2 separate regions of the Sus scrofa genome follow, and region 1 is linked to region 2. A link is a contact called in public HiChIP or PLAC-seq data. All regions are on one chromosome and are shown on one strand. The core of a region is the stretch at or near the end of the contact, and the rest is flanking DNA. Distances in the headings are between cores, read along the strand shown.

Region 1 (4,586 bases), core at 1,636-4,135, 37 kb after region 2:
TACTGGAGTTCCGCTGTGGTTAGTGATCTGGCTTGTCTCTGTGGAAGTGCTGGTTCCATCCCCGACCTGGCACCGTGGGTTAAGGATCCAGTGTCGCAGCTCCAGCTCATATTCAGCCCATGGCCCAGGAACTTCCATATGCCATGGGTGCGGCAGAAAAACAAAACAAAATGAAACAAACGAACAAACAAAGGACAGGCTGCTCAGTTGCATACCCTTCAGCTGTGAACCTCCCTGTCGTGCTTATCTTTCAGAGTGGCTCCGACCATAACTGTGGAAGGTGGTGGTACCCAGGCCTGGCGGACCCACCCATCACAGGACACCTCCCATAAGGCAGCCCCTGCTCCAAAGCTCCCCGTGGGGCTGGCAGTGTTCTGTATCACATCTAGCCCTCCATCGACCCCATTCTGCTTCCTCCCTTTCTTTTCATGGGTTAGGTTCCCAGCCTTTTTTCACTGCTAACTTCAGCTCAGCATTTGCTCCCTAGAGAACCCAAAAAGCACATTCTTAACCCTGTAATACTGATCTCTGAGCTAAACACTATATATATATATATATATATATATATATATACTGATCTCTGAGCTAAGTGCTGTGTATATACTGATCTCTGAGATAAACACTATATATACATACTGATTTCCTGAGGTAAACACTATGTATACTTTGAAGTACTTCCTTCTAGTCAGTTTATGTGAATGTATGTACTTTTGCATTTTATTTTCGCTCATTTAAAAAGTAGCATTTTAGGAGCTCCCATCATGGCTCAGCAGAAACCAATCTGACCAGTATCCATGAAGAGGCAGGTTCCATCCCTGGCCTCGCTCAGGGGGTTCAGGATCTGGCATTGCTGTGGCTGTGGTGTAGGCCAGCGGCTACAGCTCCAATTTGACCCCTAGCCTGGGAACCTCCACATGCTGCCCAAGTGCACCCTAAAAAGACAGAAAAACTAACAACAGCAACAAAAACAATGTATAGAGAAACACTGGAGTCTTCTGCCTCACTCCTCTTCATAGGCTACCACGCTCCTCTTTTCCCTGTTGCTTTAGGTGTTCAAAAAGAGCTCCTGCTGTTACTTTGCTTACTTCCTGATGCGTCTCTGTTCCACCCGCTCTATTGCCTTCCTGTTGGAGCCGACGAGGATACCTCGATCTCACAAATCCACCACAAACCCACTCCACTTCGCTTCCCCATCTTCCCAAAGTTGTTAAATCATAGCTTTGGCTTAATCAATGTTTATATAATGATCAATATGTGTAATTTTCACAGAGTCAAAACATACACTCTGACGCCTTTCTTGTAAATGGGATGAGCCCATTGGACTTCATCTGTACCAATGTAATGACTCTTAAAAATGTTTCCTTTTCTGATTTTAAAAGTAAAACACGTTCACGTTGGAAATTTTAATTCAGAAACATCACAAGAAAGAACTGGAAATCACTGCAGTCGTAGCCCCTGTATAAACCGCTGCCCTCGCCATCCCTCTGATCCCTTGTCTTCTCTCCAAGGACCCAATCAGCGCTGCCTGGCTATCTGCACAGTGTGGCTGAGCTGCCCTTGACCCCTGGGGTGGCTTGGAGCATCCATTCTCCCTGCTGCTGCCATCTCCAGTCTGTCTCTGCCAGCTTGCAGACCTCTGCTGCCGTGTCTCTCTGTGTAGGCAGAGGTCCCTTTCTCATACAAAGCTCTTTTTCGTGAGTATCCCACGGCAGCGTGTGCTGCGTTCCTATCAGTTCAGCTCTCTCAGCAAAGCCACCCAGAAGAGTACCTGGGCTCCAGGTGAGTCAGGTGTTTCCCTTAGTACACAGCCTTCTCCTTGCTAGGACTGAGTGGGCCAGGATCAAGTACGGCTCTTTAAAACCCTCACAAACCCCCTCCCTAGCATTCAGGCCCTGTGGCTGATTCTACCCTCTGTGGGAACTCCTGCCCCAATAGGGCACTCTTGCCTCAAGGGATCCTTTATTCCTTCCGCAACCTGTGTTTCATCAGGCAATGTGCATTTTTAAACCCAAATTTTATTTTCCACAGTACTTCTGGACCCAAGAAAATCAAGGCGAGAGGCCAGGTGTTTCAAGGCACATTCTGTAACAACAGTGCCGAGCCCACCTTGACTTCTGGCTACCACACCCCCGCAGCACCGCCAAGGGAGCACTGGTGACCGCCCTCAAGCCACTGCCCCCCTCCCCCCCGCCACTTCCTCTGTGAAACCTCTCCCTTCCCCCGCCTTGTTCTCCCTTCCTGCCTCTTGTTCACGCTTAGATCGGAGCACTTTTGACTAAGTGTTCTGCGCTCATCTCCTCCCAGCCCTGAGAGGGCAGGATGAAGAGCAAGCTGAAATATTCGCAGGAGGAAGGAGGGTTCCGCTGAGCCAGGCTGCACCGTGGTGCTTAAATCCCAGGAAAGGGACTTTCTACTCAAACCAAAAGACCACAGGGAAGTGTGATATTTTCTTGGAGCAGGGTAGTGTGCCTTAAAAACGAGCCAGGTCGTCGTGTGAGAGTCGGAAGGGAATGTGGCAAAACCAGTTAGGAAGGCACCTGCAGTGACCCTGCGCTGAGATGTTAAGTGCACGGTGGATGCAGTGACGTGGAGACGAGGCAGCACATGCAAAAGGTATTTCAAGAGAAATAACAAGTGAGATTCGCTGAGTTCCTGCGCTTTGCTGGGCTGGGCCAGCAAGGTGGTAATGGACTCGCCCCCATCTCGCCCACGTGCAAGTAAGATGTGGCCGGACTGAGCGACTCTCGGGGGTCACGGCGAGTGGCGTTGCGGAGCTTCCAGTGTAGGGCGTGGGGCCCGAAAGACCTCAGCTGCCCCATCCGGGGCACCGCTGTCCGCGCTGCGGGGTGACGACTCCTGAGCCGAGGCCTCAGCTCCTCGACTGAGCGAGGAGAGCCTCGCGGGGCCGGGCGCCCGCGTCCAGTGGCGCTTCGTCAAGCTGCCCGTCCGGGTCGGGACCTTCGAGCCCGGCACCTCCGGGCGGAAGAAGGCGCGTGGCGGCGGCAGGCGGGCCCCGGGGCGGAAGCGGCTGAGTCACCGCGGGGCCGGGACGCAGTCCGCGCAGAGGGGCTGACGCCGGCCGGCCGCCCCTGCAGGTCCGTCGGGAAGCCGCCCTGACCGGAAGGGCTGAGTCCGCGCCGGCTGCGGGCGGCCCGAGCCGCCGGTGCCCAGGCCCCACCCGCGGGTCCCGGGCCACCCCCGCGCCGCCACCCGGCCGAGGTCGGGCGCAGCTCCTGGGCGGTGCTGCCGGGGCTTGGACTCCGCGACCGAAACTTGACTTCTTGAAGCAGCGCCCAGGGCCAGCTCCCGGCCGTGTGAACGGAGACGAGCGCGTCTCAAAGACTGGGTGGGTTTCGAACTCAAAGGGACTTGCCCAGGACCAGAACTGATTCGCTGGACTCGCTTCCCAAATTTAGTAAATAACAGCGAAAACAAAACACTCGACGTCTTTTTGTAATGCAAGAGCAAAACGTCCAAATTCCAAGAGAAAATAAAGCTTGGTTTCCGAGATAAAGTTGCAGCAGGACGGGAGCACAGCAGAGGGAGCTTTCCGGAGATCCCAGGCGAATAAGATCCGAAGGCGTTTCTCCAGTTGGTTCCCTCTTCTGCCCTGCTGGGGCCAGCACGCATTTTTACATAATGCTTTATTGTTTTTGTTGAAGTTTCTTTTTTAGTCAAAAACCGATACTATAGAAATTGCTGGGGGACGGTGGAATTACAGTCCCTCCACCAAAAACCACAGTTACTTTTGCTTCTTTCTTTAAGTTAATGTTCACGAAAAGAGATTTTTACATAGCTGCGACAGAGCTGTCATTTTCCATTTCCTGTTTTCAGGCTGTGTTCTGTGACATCGGTCCATATCCTACAGATCTTCAGGATCATTATTTTAAAAACTGCATTATTTATTTAAACTACTGAATTGTTGTTGGTGTGCTTGTAGGTTATTTATTGACTGTAGGTTGTTGTTGTTCTCACCGTTAACTTTAGGGTTATTATGCCTCGATTGTCTTATTATTATCTGGATTAAATAGCCAATCCCTTGAATTGATATTTTAATTCTCTAAGAGACACGGATGTCTGATAGAGCAGCTAGCAGGAACCCTTTGCAGGAATGATGTGCTTCACACCTCTAACTGCTGTAATTCATAAGCTCTCTGGGCGGCAGGTTGCCTATTGCGCCTCGGTTGTTCCCGGTCCTCCGCAGGGAAACATTCTCACTGGGCAAAACGAGGGAGCATGACTGCCAACCACTGCAGGACAGGAAGGCTGATTTTAAGAGTTGGCATCATTTCCCCAAATGGTATTTTGATATTTTATCCCACCTGGATAATCACAGCCTTTCTTTAATGCTGTAAGGTATACATTTTGATAGACCAGGGGTTCCTGTTGTGATGCAGTGGAAACGAATCCGTACCCATGAGGACGAGGGTTTGATCCTTGGCCTTGCTCAGTGGGTTGGCGATCCGGTGTTGCCGTGAGCTGTGGTGTAGGTCTCAGACACAGCTCTGATTTAACCCCTAGCCTCTATATGCCTTGGGTGCAGCCTTAAAAAAGCAAAAAGAAAAAGAAAAAAAGAAGAAGACCAG
Region 2 (4,626 bases), core at 96-2,595:
ACAATACTTTATGGTTGACACAATATTGCTAGACACTCTTAAAAGACCCTTCCTCTACCCATCACTAGTGGAAGAACACATCACTGTGAGCAAACTGCGGACAACTTAATGGCCATTTGTTAGGATCTCCCCAAGCTTATGGCCTTTGAAAGCATTTAAAGAGCTTAATCACTTCAACTGCTGAAAAGCAGGAAACTTCTATGCCTAGATGGAATTAACACATTCAAGGTACACATTCTGCTTAAAATAATATTTAAAGCCCTGAGAAATGCCAGGATGGCAGTGGGGGGACACACACACACACAAAAACAAACCTCGAGAACAAGAGATCTTAGCTTAAAAAGTAATTACTAACATTTATTTAGCCTTCACTTCGCATAAGCCAAACATTACACTAAACCTTTTACATGAATTATTTTGTTTAATTCATGCACCACTCTTAAGTAGATACTATCATCATCCCCGCTGCACAGTTCGGACACTGACCTTTTGAGCTTTTGAAGGATAACAAGCACAAAGTCATAAAAGTGGTAGCGCAGGGACTCAAACCCAAGTATTCCTGCCACCTGGAAGTGGCACCTGGACGTCATTACACACTTGCTTTTAGCCACTACTTAACCAGTCTGGCTTGGTGCCCTCTTGCAAGTCATATATCCACGCTGGGCCTCAGTTTCCTCATCTGCAAAAGTAAAGCAACGAAGGCCGACGTTCCTGCCCGCACTGCCTCGCTTCAATATCATCCACCTTACAATCTCCCTGAGCGTCAACAAGCCGGTGTCATGCCTGTAGAAGGCATGAATTCAACTGAAAAAGGACTTACGAAGCTGCTAGGACGGCCTCGTGGTGCGAAGGGCCGCAGCCCAGGTCCCCCACGCCCTCTGCCCCGGCGCCTGGGTACCACCAGGCCGCCTCTGCGTCCGCGAATGCCTGGGACCGGCTGTGGTCCCTCCTCCTCCGAAGCCCTCCGCTCACTGCCCCCGGGCCAGCCCCAGCTCTCGCGTCCAGGTCTACTCACCCTTTAGGCGGTCTCCGCCGCCCGGGGCCGAGGGGCCCCGCGTCCCTGCCGCCTTGTCCCCCGCGGGGGTCGCGTGGAGTGCCCCCGTTTGCGATCTTTCGACGACTCCGCCTTTCGTCATGGCTGCGGCGGGGAAGGGGGAGGCAGCGGGCAGACGCCGCGCCCTTAACAACCGCACTCCGCCGAGGGCGCCTTCCAACAGCCAGGGGCACAGGCGCAGCCGCTTCCGGGGCGACCACCTCACCTGAGACGACCTCGGCCCGGCGAGCACAGTGACGCGGCGCCGAGAGCCGCAGCGCCCACTCGCACTAGCCCCGCCCCGCCCCGCCCCCGAGCCTCGCGCGCTCGCGCCGGCCCAGTGACCGCGAGACGAGGCCGCTTCCCCGCCCGCCCCGTGGCCGCCCGCCCCGCCCCGGGACTGCGCGGAGCATGCGCACTCAGCGCACCAGGGGCCGCCGGAGCGAGTCCGGGAAGCCGGCGGCTGCTGCTTCGCTTTAAGTGTCCGGAAGTGCGGCCGCACGCGCTGCAATCCCTTTGTCCCCGCGGCCGGAAGGGCGCGGTGTGATTAGTTGGCGTTTCGCGGCGGACGCCGATTAGCCCGCGCGCTTGTCCGCCAGTCCCACAAGCTGCCTAGACGTTGGAGGGGCTAGATGGTGCTTGGTCTGAAGATGTTGAAAAACGTAGAGCCTGAGCCGAACCCCGAGTTTCAGCAACCTGGAGCTCGAGGACTGTAACCTGGGGAGGTCACAGGGTGGCCGCGATGGCTTTAGAATCCGGCTTTCTTGTTCCCAAGCAAACGCTTTGCCATGTCATCACCTGCCACCCCTCACTTGTAAATCCAGGTCAGCTCGTTTATCTTTTCCTTTTGCTGAGCCCAGACGTACCTTTTCTGACGGTTACTTCGCCACCTCGCCTCTCGGAGCGGTATTCCGCTTCCTCGCTGGTGAGTGTGTCGGAATTCCCCCTGGAAAGCGGCTTGGCAATGTCAGTAAAAATACTGTGTTCCTATCCGGGAATTACATTTCTGGAAGACTACTCCGTGGGCGTAAACATACAGAGAGAACTATTCGTAGCAGGATTACCTATTAGTGTGATGGTAAATGTGGAAGCAGTCTAAAAACTCGACACTAAAGAATGGTTAAGTAAATAATGTCCATTCAATGGAATTGTTTTATGTACACATCCTTGGCCTACTTATATTAAGACATTCAGTGACCACTCTTAAGACGTAGCTTCCCACTTAATTCCTCCATGGTCGTCCTTAAAAGCAGTAATTACTTGGATTATTTGTTTACCTGTTTATCGTCTGCCTCCGTCTCTGGAGTGGTAGCTCTGTTAAGGTAAAGGGCCTTGTCCTTTTGTTCACCATTGTATCCCCGAGCAGCTGATAGGGCCAACACCTAAGTGGACATTCAGTAAATTTGTTAAATAGCTTTTGAACCATAGATAATTATGGAGAGACTAATAACGTGGACAATGCTTATTCAAAAACAAATTCCAAGAGATAATTATAAAAAACAAAACAGGAATTCTCTGGTGGCTCAGCAGGTTAAGGATCTGGAGTTGTCACTGCTATGTCTTGGGTCATTGCTATGGGGCAGGTTTGATTCCTGGCCAGGGAATTTCTGCATGCCACAGCCAAGGCTACCCCCACCCCCCAAAGAAAATATATAGAAAAATACATAAGAAAGTCACTGTCTTTTGTATAGAGGTCTTCTTTTTTTTGGTTTTTTTTTTGGTTTTTTTTTTGTCTTTTTTTTGTTGTTGTTGTTGTTGTTGCTATTTCTTGGGCCGCTCCCGCGGCATATGGAGGTTCCCAGGCTAGGGGTTGAATCGGAGCTGTAGCCACCGGCCTACGCCAGAGCCACAGCAACGCGGGATCCGAGCCGCGTCTGCAACCTACACCACAGCTCACGGCAACGCCGGATCGTCAACCCACTGAGCAAGGGCAGGGACCGAACCCGCAACCTTATGGTTCCTAGTCGGATTCGTTAACCACTGCGCCACGACGGGAACTCCTGTATAGAGGTCTTCTTAAACAAGCCAACCTTTTTTTTTTTTTGGCTGCACCTGTAGCATATGGAAGTTCCTGGGCCAGGGATCCAACCCACACCGCAGCAGTGACAACACTGGATCCTTAATCTGCTTAAGCCACAAGGGAACTCCTGCAAAATCACTTTTAAACACTTGATATATTTTACTAAAAAAAATTTTACACCAAAAAACAAACTCTAAACCTAAAAACAGGAGTTCCTGCTTGGTGCAGTGGGTTAATGATCCAGCTTGTCTCTGTGGAGGTGCCAGTTTAATCCCTGGCCTGGGAACCTCCATATGCCGTGGGAGCAGCCCTAGAAAAGGCAAAAAGACCAAAAAAAAAAAAAAAAAAAAAAAAAAAAAGACCCCAGAGAGGCTAAGGCTTAATATCAGGTCTAGTCTAAACCTAAAGAAAAGGCTATTTAGATACACACTAATATAAATTAAAAATCAGACTCAAAGAAAAATTTTTAATTTTAAAAAGGAGTTCCCTCGTGGCTCAGTGGGTTAAGGGTCCAGCATTACCACTGTAGTGGCTTGGGTCACTGCTGTGGTGCAGGTTTGATCCCTGGCTCAGGAACTTCTGCATGCTGCAGGTGCAGAAAATAAAAGATTCAAAGTATTTCTTTGATGCACTGGTAAATTAACTGCCTATGGAGCAAAACTCAAATTTTTTTTAATCGAAGTAATATTAGTATATAACATTATATAAATTTCAGTTGTACATTACAAATCCATACTTGGGAGTTCCTGTCATGGCTCAGCAGAAACGAATCTGACTGGTATCCATGAGGATGCAGGTTTGATCCCTGGCCCCTGGTTCAGTTGTGTTAAGGATCCTGCATTGCTGTGAGCTGTGGCCACAGACGTGGCTCGGATCTGGTGTTGCTGTGGCTGTGGTGTAGGCCGGCGGCTACAGCTCTGATTTGACCCCTAGCCTGGGATCCACATGCCACAGGTGCAATCCTAAAAAGACAAAAAAAAAAAAAAAAAAAAAATCATAGTTGTATACACTACAAAGTGGTCACCACTAGTTACCATCTAGTTTTTGTATTTTTTGAATAAATACTCAGAGGTAGAACAGCTAGATCACATGTCAGTTCTATTTTTAATTTTTTGAGGAATCTCCATCCTGTTTTCCATAGTGGCTGCACCAATTTATTTATTTATTTATTGCTTTTTAGGGCCACACCTGTGGTATATGGAAGCTCCTAGGCTAGGGGTTGAATCAGAGCTGTAGCCGATGGCCTACACCACAGCCACAGCAATGCCAGGTCCAAACTGCGTCTCATGGCAACACTGGGTCCTTAACCCACTGAGCAAGGCCAGGGATGGAACCTGCCTCCTCATGGACACTGGTCAGGTTCGTTTCTGCTGCGCCGCAACAGGAATGCCAGGCTGCACAAATTTACATCCATGCCAGCAGTGCACAAGGTTCCCTTTTCTCCGCATCTTCTCTAGCATTTATTATTTCTTGTCTTTTTTTTCTTTTTTTTTTTTTGTCTTTTTAGGGCCGTACCTGTGGCATATGGAAGTTCCCTGGCTAGGGGTCGAATTGGAGCTGTAGCCGTTGGCCT

What was found. HiChIP or PLAC-seq counts read pairs in DNA pulled down with a chosen protein or histone mark.
Region 1: an H3K27ac HiChIP or PLAC-seq map of skeletal muscle shows a contact between it and region 2. The contact joins the enhancer-like site here to the promoter of TMEM41B in region 2. A contact is called at or near these places in 1 of 5 promoter capture datasets (liver), 9 of 47 Hi-C or Micro-C datasets (alveolar macrophages, embryonic fibroblasts, epiblast stem cells and 4 more) and 2 of 2 datasets of contacts at active chromatin or transcription factors (alveolar macrophages and skeletal muscle).

Annotation. Positions count from the first base shown.
Region 1 is chr9:185,225-189,810 of Sscrofa11.1, reverse strand. No RefSeq gene overlaps it. Among named protein-coding and RNA genes, the nearest start is that of IPO7, 24 kb to the right of the region's middle. Within about 2 kb of position 2,885, at least 69 of the 83 cell types and tissues checked have an H3K27ac peak or open chromatin away from gene starts, as enhancers often do. A contact at or near this core is called in alveolar macrophages, embryonic fibroblasts, liver and 2 more, where this site is marked.
Region 2 is chr9:220,692-225,317 of Sscrofa11.1, reverse strand. It overlaps TMEM41B (transmembrane protein 41B), which reads right to left and starts at 1,345. Exons shown (of 7, transcript XM_021062249.1): 1 at 1,016-1,345. The coding sequence starts at 1,136. It overlaps LOC102164595 (a long non-coding RNA gene), which reads left to right and starts at 1,422. Exons shown (of 5, transcript XR_002335503.1): 1 at 1,422-1,958.